Linked DNA regions of Mus musculus: region 1 is linked to region 2. Evidence: chromatin contacts called from public promoter capture Hi-C data. All regions are on one chromosome and are shown on one strand. Each heading gives the region's core, a stretch centred on a gene start, on an enhancer-like site or on the middle of the called end of the contact. The rest is flanking DNA. Distances are from core to core; before and after follow the strand shown. Region 1 holds the start of Aifm2 (apoptosis-inducing factor, mitochondrion-associated 2). Region 2 holds the start of Septin10 (septin 10).

The links. Promoter capture Hi-C pulls out the DNA fragments that hold promoters and counts their contacts.
Region 1: a contact with region 2 is called in a promoter capture Hi-C map of liver, with 3 times the contacts expected there. The contact joins the promoter of Aifm2 here to the promoter of Septin10 in region 2. A contact is called at or near these places in 2 of 39 promoter capture datasets (liver and pre-B cells).

What each region holds. Positions count from the first base shown.
Region 1 is chr10:61,712,053-61,716,742 of GRCm38.p6, reverse strand. Aifm2 (apoptosis-inducing factor, mitochondrion-associated 2) reads right to left here and starts at 1,480. Exons shown (of 10, transcript NM_001284300.1): 1 at 1,391-1,480.
Region 2 is chr10:59,219,019-59,223,788 of GRCm38.p6, reverse strand. Septin10 (septin 10) reads left to right here and starts at 2,289. Exons shown (of 10, transcript NM_001024911.3): 1 at 2,289-2,398. The coding sequence starts at 2,381. It overlaps Sowahc (sosondowah ankyrin repeat domain family member C), which reads right to left and starts at 1,867. Exons shown (of 1, transcript NM_172939.3): 1 at 1-1,867. The coding sequence starts at 1,745. The coding sequence ends at 207.

The sequences.
Region 1 (4,690 bases), core at 231-2,730, 2.5 Mb before region 2:
GTCAAGCTTCAGACAACACACAACAGGAACCCTGTGCACCCAGGCCAAAGTGAAGCCACCCTGCTGTCTCCGCCACAAAAATCACCACCCAGCCTTTTGAGTCATCCAGGCTTCTCAGGAAGGAAAATTTCAACATTGACACACAGGGTAGCCACATCTCCACTGTGGCCTCGAGGCAGAAGAGGCTCCTGAAGTGTGACTCAATAGGCTATGATATCTGTCCCCTCTTCCACTGGGGAAGGGAGGCGATGGCTCCCCTCTTTGGACACCAAAGACCAGGCTGAGAGTGAGCACTCTAGGGACAGCTGCTGAGGAATGCACCCCTAGATATACCGTTGAAAAACACCCCATGCTAAAAGGGACTGGCTGATAGAATGAAGAGGAGAAGGAAAAGAAGCACTCACTTTGGCATAGACACTCCTGCACTCAGACACACACACACACACACACACACACACACACACACACCCCAAGTGACCTGCCCATCCCTGGCCATTGCCAACCTGCATCTCCCTCCAGACAAGGCCCACTGGCTGTACAGTACTTGATAGGCCCAGCTCTAGTGAACAGGAGGTGACTTAGGCCAGTGTTGACATGCAGTCCCTTGAGAGTGTGGCTGAGCACTTGGGGTGTGTTGGCAGGGGACACAGGCTCATGTTAGAAGCTGATGCTAGCCTTGGTTCATAGGTGCTGAGTGGGGAGATCTGGAAGTTTCTTTCCAAACTACACCTGTCCTCCCCCGGGGGCCTCAGCTCTTAAGACAGCTGAGCATTCCCCCCCCACACCCCTAAATCCCAGGGTCAAAATTATCTTAGTGAGCTATGGGGATGTGTGGAGTGTGTGGTCTTGGAAAGAACAGGGTGCCTGGGAAGAGGGGGAGGAGGGAGGAAGAAAGAGTAAGAGAGAGGGAGAGTGGGAAAGGGAAAGAGAGAGGGGGAGGAGAGAAAGAGAGAGAGGGAGAGAGAGAGAGAAGAGAAGGGGATTCAGTCATTGCTGGTCTCGCTTTTTCTAACAGAACCCCTATTTCACAGGGGGGCGGGGTGAAGCAGGCCTCCAATGCACCCCTGGGTAACCCTACTCACTTTCTCTGAGATTCCTAAGGGTCTCCCGCTGCACTCAGACACCTCAGTCCTTCTGTCTGAGACCCTCCCAAGATCAAGGCCACGCCTGCCCCGCTACCCCTGCGCGTCCTGCTTCCCCCTCCCAAGACCCCAAGTTCTTCCCGGACAGATTTAGCGGACATTGAGGAGCAATGAATCCCGAGGAACCTGGTCCTCCGGACCGGCGTTAAGTATCCTAGGCAACGGCCCCCTCCTAATTCCGCGGCCCCTGTCATGCCCCTAGTGTACCCCACGCCGCGCGAGGGAACAAGGATCCCCAGTGACCTCACCTGTAGCGGTCCTTGGTCCTCGCGTCTTCCGGCGCTGAGGCCCCGTGTCGGGGCGTGCCCATCACTGTCTCCGGGTCGCAGCCCCGCCCCGAGCCCCGCCCCCGAGCCCCGCCCCTCCCGCTGCCCTGGAACTGACCTTGACCGCCTACCAGCCGCTCCCTACTTGGACACTCCCAGCGCTGATGCAGCCTAGCTAGCCTCTCAGCCTGCCAAGATCCTGCGCCTTAGTTTTGCCAGGGGTTTCTGGGAGACAACCGAGAGCCTCCCCAACACACACACACACACACACACAAACACACACACACACACACACACACACACACACACACACACACACACACTAGCTTTGCCATCTGCACACATGTGCATACGGACTGAGCGCCTGCTGTTCGCCCAGTCTTTGGTCCTGCACTGGAGCTTTAAAATGGAGAGCGGAACCGGTATATCCTTTGGTTATATGGTAGCCTGGAGAAAGAAGGGGTTTAACACAAGACTCAGGAGCTGTTTGCCTATCCTGAGTGCCCTGGATTTCTTACCCACAGAAGCAGAGCACGGTGGTGCATACCTGTAATCCTAGCATTTAGGAAGTAGAGGCAAGAGGGTTAGAAATTGGCTACTGAGTCCACTTTGGACTTCCTGAGATCCTGTCAAAAAAATGAAGCCATCAAACCACCACTGCTGACAGACTGCAGTGGTGCAGCCTTTAATCCCAGCACTAGGGAGGCAGAGGCAGGAGGATGTCTGTTGAGTTTGAGGCCAACTCGGAGCAAGTTCCAGGACATCCAGGGGCTACACAGAGAAACCAGGTCTCAAAAACCCTACAAAACAAAACAACAACAACAAGAAGACAAACAAAACACTACCACATCTCCTGTCACCTACTGCTGTAAGGAAGCTTGGAGATCAAAAAGTATTCAGGCCTCTCTCCCATACTGAAGTCAGCCCTGAGCAAGGGAGAGAAGCAAGCATGTGTGCCAAGTCACAGAAGGATGCCAGAGATAGGAAAGCCAGAGCATTCGAAGCTACATAGGGGAACGATAGGGCATCTGTCTCCAAGCAGATATTGTCCCCTACCCTAGGGGCAGTAGGCAAGTGTCCGTGAGGTCACGTACATACCTGAGCAGGGTGTACTAACTCATGCTTGTACCCACAGCCACTGGGGAGGCTGAGACAAGGAGGTTTACAAGTTCAAGGATATCCTGGGCTACAGTGAGAGACCCTGTCTCAAACATACATAGGCAGTAGGTAGCATTTCTTTATTTGGTTGGTTGTTTTGTTTTGCTTTGAACACTTGTTTTGATGAGAATTTCACACATGAACATTTCCATCATTTCCATCCTGTCTTCTATAATTGCTACTGTTGCACACACAGAAACAGACAGAGACAGAAGCTACCTGAAGGGCTCCAACAGGCCCAGGCACGACATACATGGTACCAGCAGCTTTTACCCTTTCCCCTTCCCTCTCCTGGCTAAATCCTTAGATCATTACTAAAGCTAGCCCCGCAAGGTCGGCTCCCCTAACTGGCCTCTGACTCATTTCTGAGACTGAACACCAAGGTCCAGCCATCAAAATTCATGATTTGGCTGCACTGGCTAACTGTCCAGTCAGGATTCACCAACTCATCTGAGTACAGACTTCCCCTTTTTCTCCTTAAAAACTGTCCTTCAGAGACACCTGCTGCTGCCTTTGTCCCATCCACAGGCAGCTCCCCACCCTCCACCAATTTGATCTTCTGGGGTAATAACTCTCCTTTGGTGCCTGGGGGTGTTCTGAGCCACCTCCAAGCTCCCCTCCCTTCACTAAGTCCGTTTCATATTTCCCTTATGAACATGTAACCATCTGGGAATGGGTAATGTCAGCAGAATGAGGTTTCCCTAGAGAAACCTCATAATCAACCTCTCTCTCTCTCTCTCTCTCTCTCTCTCTCTCTCTCTCTCTCTCTCTGAAGCCACTAACTGCTAACTTTAGAGATGGGGCCTTATGAAATTTCCCCATCTGCACAGCATGTTACCTGGTGTGATTATTTGCAGGCCTTGTTTAAGCAATCCTATTAAGATTTTGTGGCAGGACCATGTCTAGAAGACATTAAGTAGGGCTGGAGAGATGGCTCAGTGGTTAAGAGCACTGACTGTTCTTCCAGAGGTTGAGTTCAATTCTTAGCAACCACATGGTGGCTCACAACCATCTGTAATGGGATCTGATGGCCTCTTCTGGTGTGTCTGAAAACAGCTATAGTATCTCATATACATAAAATAGGCAAATCAAGAAGAAGAAGAAGAAGAAGAAGAGGAAGAGGAAGAGGAAGAGGAAGAGGAAGAGGAAGAGGAAGAGGAAGAGGAAGAGGAAGAAGAAGAAGAAGAAGAAGAAGAAGAAGAAGAAGAAGAAGAAGAAGAAGAAGAAGAAGAAGAAGAAGAAGAAGAAGAAGAAGACACTACATCACAGCTTTGAAGACCTCTGGCTCTTACAGTCATCCTGTTCCTTCTTCCGGCTTCCTGAGCCTTAGGTAGAGCAGTAGTGTGGTAGATGTTACCCTGTAGTTAGTTTTACTTTGCCTTTTGATCAGTTGTGGATCCCTGTAACAGCCTCTAGATTGTTGCAAAAAGGAAGTTTCTTTGAAAAGGCACGAGAGCTACATTTAATCTGTGGATGTAAAGCTAAGTATTTAAAAGACAGAATTAGAATGGTTGAGGAAAATGGCAACATTGTGTCCTCCTCTAGGGTCTGTGCCACGGTCATCTGCCTATGTACCAGGGACGCATTCCCTACCATCCCATAGACCTCGAGTCTAATCAGACATTGTTGGTTACGCTGATGATAACATTTCCTCTGCTGTACCATGTCCTGTCCTGTTGGGTGTTGTGGTGATCTGTAGGCTTTACAGATGGGCAGCACTACTGATTGCTTGTCTCCTCTGGCAGCTTGCATGGCACCTTACTGTGAGGGCCAGTCCTCAGAGAGGCTTCCAGGTCAGCTCCAGCTCCATTCTTCCAAGTTCTATGCCCAAAGTGTGTGGTGTCTTCAGCAACAGAGTCATACCTTCAAGTTCTGGGAGGCAGCCAAGGGCAACAGCAATAGCCTAGATTGTTTTGGGAGTCAAAAGGTATTTCTTGGCTCATACTTTTCATCCCAGCACTTGGGAGGCAGAGGCAGGAGGATAGCTGTGACTTTTACACCAGCCTGGTCTACAGAGTGAACTGCAGGACAGTCAGAGCTACACATGAAACCCTGTCTCAAAAAAAAAAAAAGACAATACCCCCCACACACACTGCATATCTATAAGACATTTAAACACTGTGC
Region 2 (4,770 bases), core at 1,040-3,539:
GGCACAAATCAGTGCATTATGAATCACTTCAGAGACATTTTCTTGCCTCAGAATGCTATCCTGAAAGGATTATTACAGATCCACCCCAAGCCCGAAAGTTAAAATGCATAATTTATTTGGTTTTTTCTGCTTCCACTTCTTATCCATACCCAGTATTATTCTACCTTGAAGACAAATAAGCCTTAGCATTTCTAGCGCGAATTATTTTACCCAAATACATTGGACTTCGGTCTCAGTTTAAAGGAAGATGAGTAGCCTCTAAGAGACCTTTCCTCCTCCTCCTCCTCCTCCTCCTCCCCTTCCTCCAGTGTCGGTTTAGCATCCCTGAAGGAGGGAGTGGTGTGAATGATCTGGGTTCGGAATCGGATTTTGTTGAGTCGTGGCTTCATCCGTCCACTTGAGCTGCCCGAGGCTTTGCGACCTGAATCTTTTGCTTTGCTTCCTCCAGTCCATCCCTCGGGGACGTGGTGGTGAAGTTCAGCTCCGTCTTCCACGACCGGGGAGAGTTTGTGAGTGATGTGTGAGGGGAGCACCTTTGAAAGTCTCCAGCGCCCACCCCCGCGGGCGGCAGGGCTGTCTCCATCATCTTCATCCAGGGCTCCCACCAGGTTCTTTATCTCCTCTGCGATGCTCTCGCTCAGATACTGAGAGGCCTTTCTCCCGCTGTAGTCCCTGATGTCTACATCTGCGTCGTAGGCCCCCACTAGTAACTTCACCACCTCTACATGCCCATGCATCGCTGCCAAATGTAGGGCAGTGTAGCCTCCGCTCGACTTGGCATTGATGTTCACTGGCAGCTGGTGTTTGGTGGCAAAGTTGACCAACATGGCCAGGAGCTCTTGCCTGCCGTGCTTGGCGGCCCAGTGGAGACAAGTGAAGCCGGTGATGAAGTCTCGCTTCGAGAGCAGGCCGGGCTCACAAGTGAGCAGCCCTTCTAGGCTGTCCCACTTGCCCTCGGAAGCTGAGAGCATCCAGGCGTGATCCAGGGGATCCAGGGTAACCGAGGCCCCGACGCTGCTCTCCTCTTCTGCGGACGAAGAAGCTAACGATGCGGTATCGGAGTCGCCCCCTCCTCTGCTGCGACCTCCAGCGTTACCGTCCCCAGGACCCACGCTCCTCTTTAGTTGCGGGGAGCTGCCCAACACCAGGTCCCGAAAGTTCTGACGGGCCGACCTGGGTGTGTTTGGCCCACTAGGGGAACTGCCCCCTTCAGCCTCCCCCTGTGGAGGGAGTTTAAGGTTCTCGCTGGACCCGGGACCCGACGCCCAGGACACGGCCTCGACCTCCTGTGGTGGCGAGTCCTTACCTTGGGCCCCACCTTGAGCAGGGGCTGGAGGCTCTTGGTCGCTCACTTCGCCACCCAGTCCGAGAGACAACTGTGGATTTGCCTCCTGGAGCTGGCTGCCCTCGCAAGGCTCCGCTGCAAGGTCCGGGACTTGAGGCTCCTCAGTCACCTCGATACGCGGGGGCTCTCGGGGGAGCTTGGCCTCAAGCGGGGGGGAATCCCCCGTACAGAACCTTTTCTTGAGATGCACATACTTGGTACCATCCGCGGGATCGGTGCGCACGGTGGCCACGGCATTGACCAGTTCCTTGAAGCGCTCGCGGGCGCGGGTGCGCTGTTCGCGCTGGCCACCCAGGACGTCCCTGAAGTGTTGCACCAATTCCGAGTGTCCCGCCCGGCCCCCACGCTCGGCGAGGAAGCGCAGGATCGCCTCCGAGCTCAGCTCCAGTGACCCCTCCATTCACCGCGGCTCAGCTTCTCAGCCCCAGGAGCGCTCAGCCAGACACCATGGCCGGACGCCTGGAGGACCCGGAGAGCGGCTTGGGTCTCAGTGGCTGGCAGCACGCGCGATCCCAGCTTTGAAGAGTCTCGAGTCCCGCGAGCGCTGACACCGCCTCACTGGGGCCGCGTCCCAGTGGACACGCCCCGCCACACCCACTTCCGCTCGGGACTCAATCTCGGCGACAGTCCCCGGCCCGAGGCCCCGCCCACTTCCGGGCTCCGCGCGGGCTCGCAGCCACTGTTTCCGCCAGTGGCGGGAGGCGAGGGACCCAGAGCTTGGCCTCCGAGGCTCACGTTTCCACTCACCCTCCCCACACACTTGGCTTTTCGTCAAAACGCCCGGTGGGGCACACCCGGGAGAAGCTCGCCCCGAGCGCGGGAAACCCTGGTAGTCCCTGGCGCGTTCCCGCAGCCCTCCGCCTCGGCCCCGCCCCAGCCTCTCAGCAGAGGCCGCCCCGCCCATTAACGGCTGCGGGGCGCCGGGCACGCCCCTTGTCCCGCCAGTTACGCCCAGCGGGTCTCTCTCTGAAGCGGCCCGGGACCTGTGTTTGCGTCCAGCCTGAGACCACCGTTTCCCTACGTCCCACCAGGGCTATGGCCTCATGCGACGAGGTACAGCAGCTGGTGAGCCCCGCGCCCTTGGGTTCCCCGAGCCCCCGCCCCGCCCCGCCCGGTCGCCTCTGGGCCAGCGAGATTGTGACCGTGCGGCTCCGGGACTCCGCGTGTCGTGGAGAGGGGGCTCCCTGTTGCCCCAGGGCGAGGGCTGAAGAGCTCTGGCGAGCGACTGCATGTTGGGGAAAAGTTACATTTTCCAGGCTTCCTGGTCCTGGCCAAAGCGGGGTGGTGTAAATGAAATCCAGGATGATGATCGATGCCTATCACTTTGTAACGGTTTTTTTTTTCCTTTTCCCCGACTTAAATCAGGCCTTGGAATCCGCCTGATTTTGTGCAATTGTGTACACGTACATGGCTACTGACCGGAAAGTCGGCTTCCTTAGATTTTCCAAAGCTCGCGGGTTTACTGTAATGCTTGGCGGTTTTGTTTGGCTTTCCCGTCCCCTTGTAATGAAAAAAAAAAAAAACAACAAAAAAAAAACAAACAAACCACTTGACCGATCCAATGTTTTGTGCGGTTCAAATAACTTGAAAAACTTATCTTAGTTGATATAGGATATAAGCCATAGTTATCCGAGAGGTCATACTGTTTTCATAATACCAATCTCTTGTAATCTTGCTTTTGTTCCCATCATTTTAAGATTGTATGTGGAATCTTCCAGTTGTCGCAGGGGGTAGAATAGATTCTATTTCTACTTCCCTAACAGCTGCACGCAGTAAATTATTTTTCTCTACTTTAAGAAACTCTAATATTTCCCTTATCCAATATTAATGAAAGTAATCCTCTTAACTAACTCTATTGAATCCTTTGGCATTGGTAGTATTTTTGTCGGATTCTTAATCTCAAGCAACATTTCCCAAATAACTTTCTACTTACCTGAAACAAGTGACTCTTATTATTATCTTCCTATGTTGCATTTTAGTTGTAGAACTTATTTCAATAGACTAAAATAAAAATAATGAGAAATAGATAAATGCTATAATTTCTGTGTGAAGTTGGTTCGTGATCATTGACATGAAAAAAAAATCATAGTACCTAAGCTATTCGAACCTTAATGGCTGTCCAGTAAACCTATTCTCATAAAAAAGTATTATCATCCATTTAGTGATTTATCAGTACCTTCTAATTCTTTAGCATGATGAAACTTTGATTTCTTGTTAGATATATCCACACTAATACAACTTATAGGTCTCTTCCCCCTGAAATATACATTGGACACAGTAACTGCATTCACATCTGTCACCCATATTTGCCATGATGTCTACCGTGGGTAAATTTTTCGATATTTACATGTGAATGGAGTTTCACCATATTTGGAATCTGTTTATTGCTTCACATAGGAAGAGGTTTATGTTGTGGCTCATATACTTTTATAGAAAGCTGAAAACAATGGAATTTCTATTTGTAGTTACTAGAAATGGCATTTATAGGTGAATTTCTGCCACGAGGGTCCGTGTTCTTCTTAGCAACAGTTATACTTTTATCAGCTATTCTGTGCATCCGAGACATCTCAGTTGACAAAGCTGTGTTACTGTTAAGCTGTTTGTTTCCCCCCATCAGGTAGTCGTTGAGAATTTCTATGTGCCACTATGTCCTTGTTTGCTTCTATTTAAATGCCATTCTACATGTAATTGTATTCGTTACCTTCAAAGATAAGTGAAGGTACAGAGACTGTAACTTCATCTGGAAAAGTCCTAGTCTTAGGTGTTCTGGAATAGTGCCAGTTCTCTTTCTAGGCACCATAATTTTTTAAGATTATATGTTGGGGGTTCTGTTTTGAGAAATGTGGTTACCATATTGTCACAGTAACCATGAATTCACCGTAACTAGGAATTCTAGGATTTCCAGTTTTCCTTACACAGACTCTTAAGACCTTTTAAATTAAGGGATAAAGAAATAATTGGGGTGATGTTTTTGTTTTTGTTTTTTTTTGTTTGTTTGTTTGTTTTTCTGAGACAGGATTTCTCTGTGTAGTCCTGGCTGTCCTGGAACTCACTCTATAGACCAGGGGGAAATGTTTTTAAACATAAAGCAAAGTTGAGATAAAAATGTAACGTGAAGTCAAACAGCATGTTTGACATGTAGCCTTAGAGAGCAGTGATGTGGGGGACAGTGAACTCCAGCTTTGGCACTTCACTGTCACTTCTCTTAGCATGGAAGATGATTGAGAACTCTTGTAAGAGAAGCAGGGGCTTTTGCTACACAAAAGCATGATGGAAGGAGGACGGTAAAGCCTGTCAGCCCAGCCATAGGACATTTAAGGCAATCGAAAGCTTCTTCCTTTTAAAGAATCCTAATCCCCGTGGTACCCAGGCCTGAGACAGATGACTGGGGGAAACGAATGGCAGTTTAGTAGAGATGACGCAGT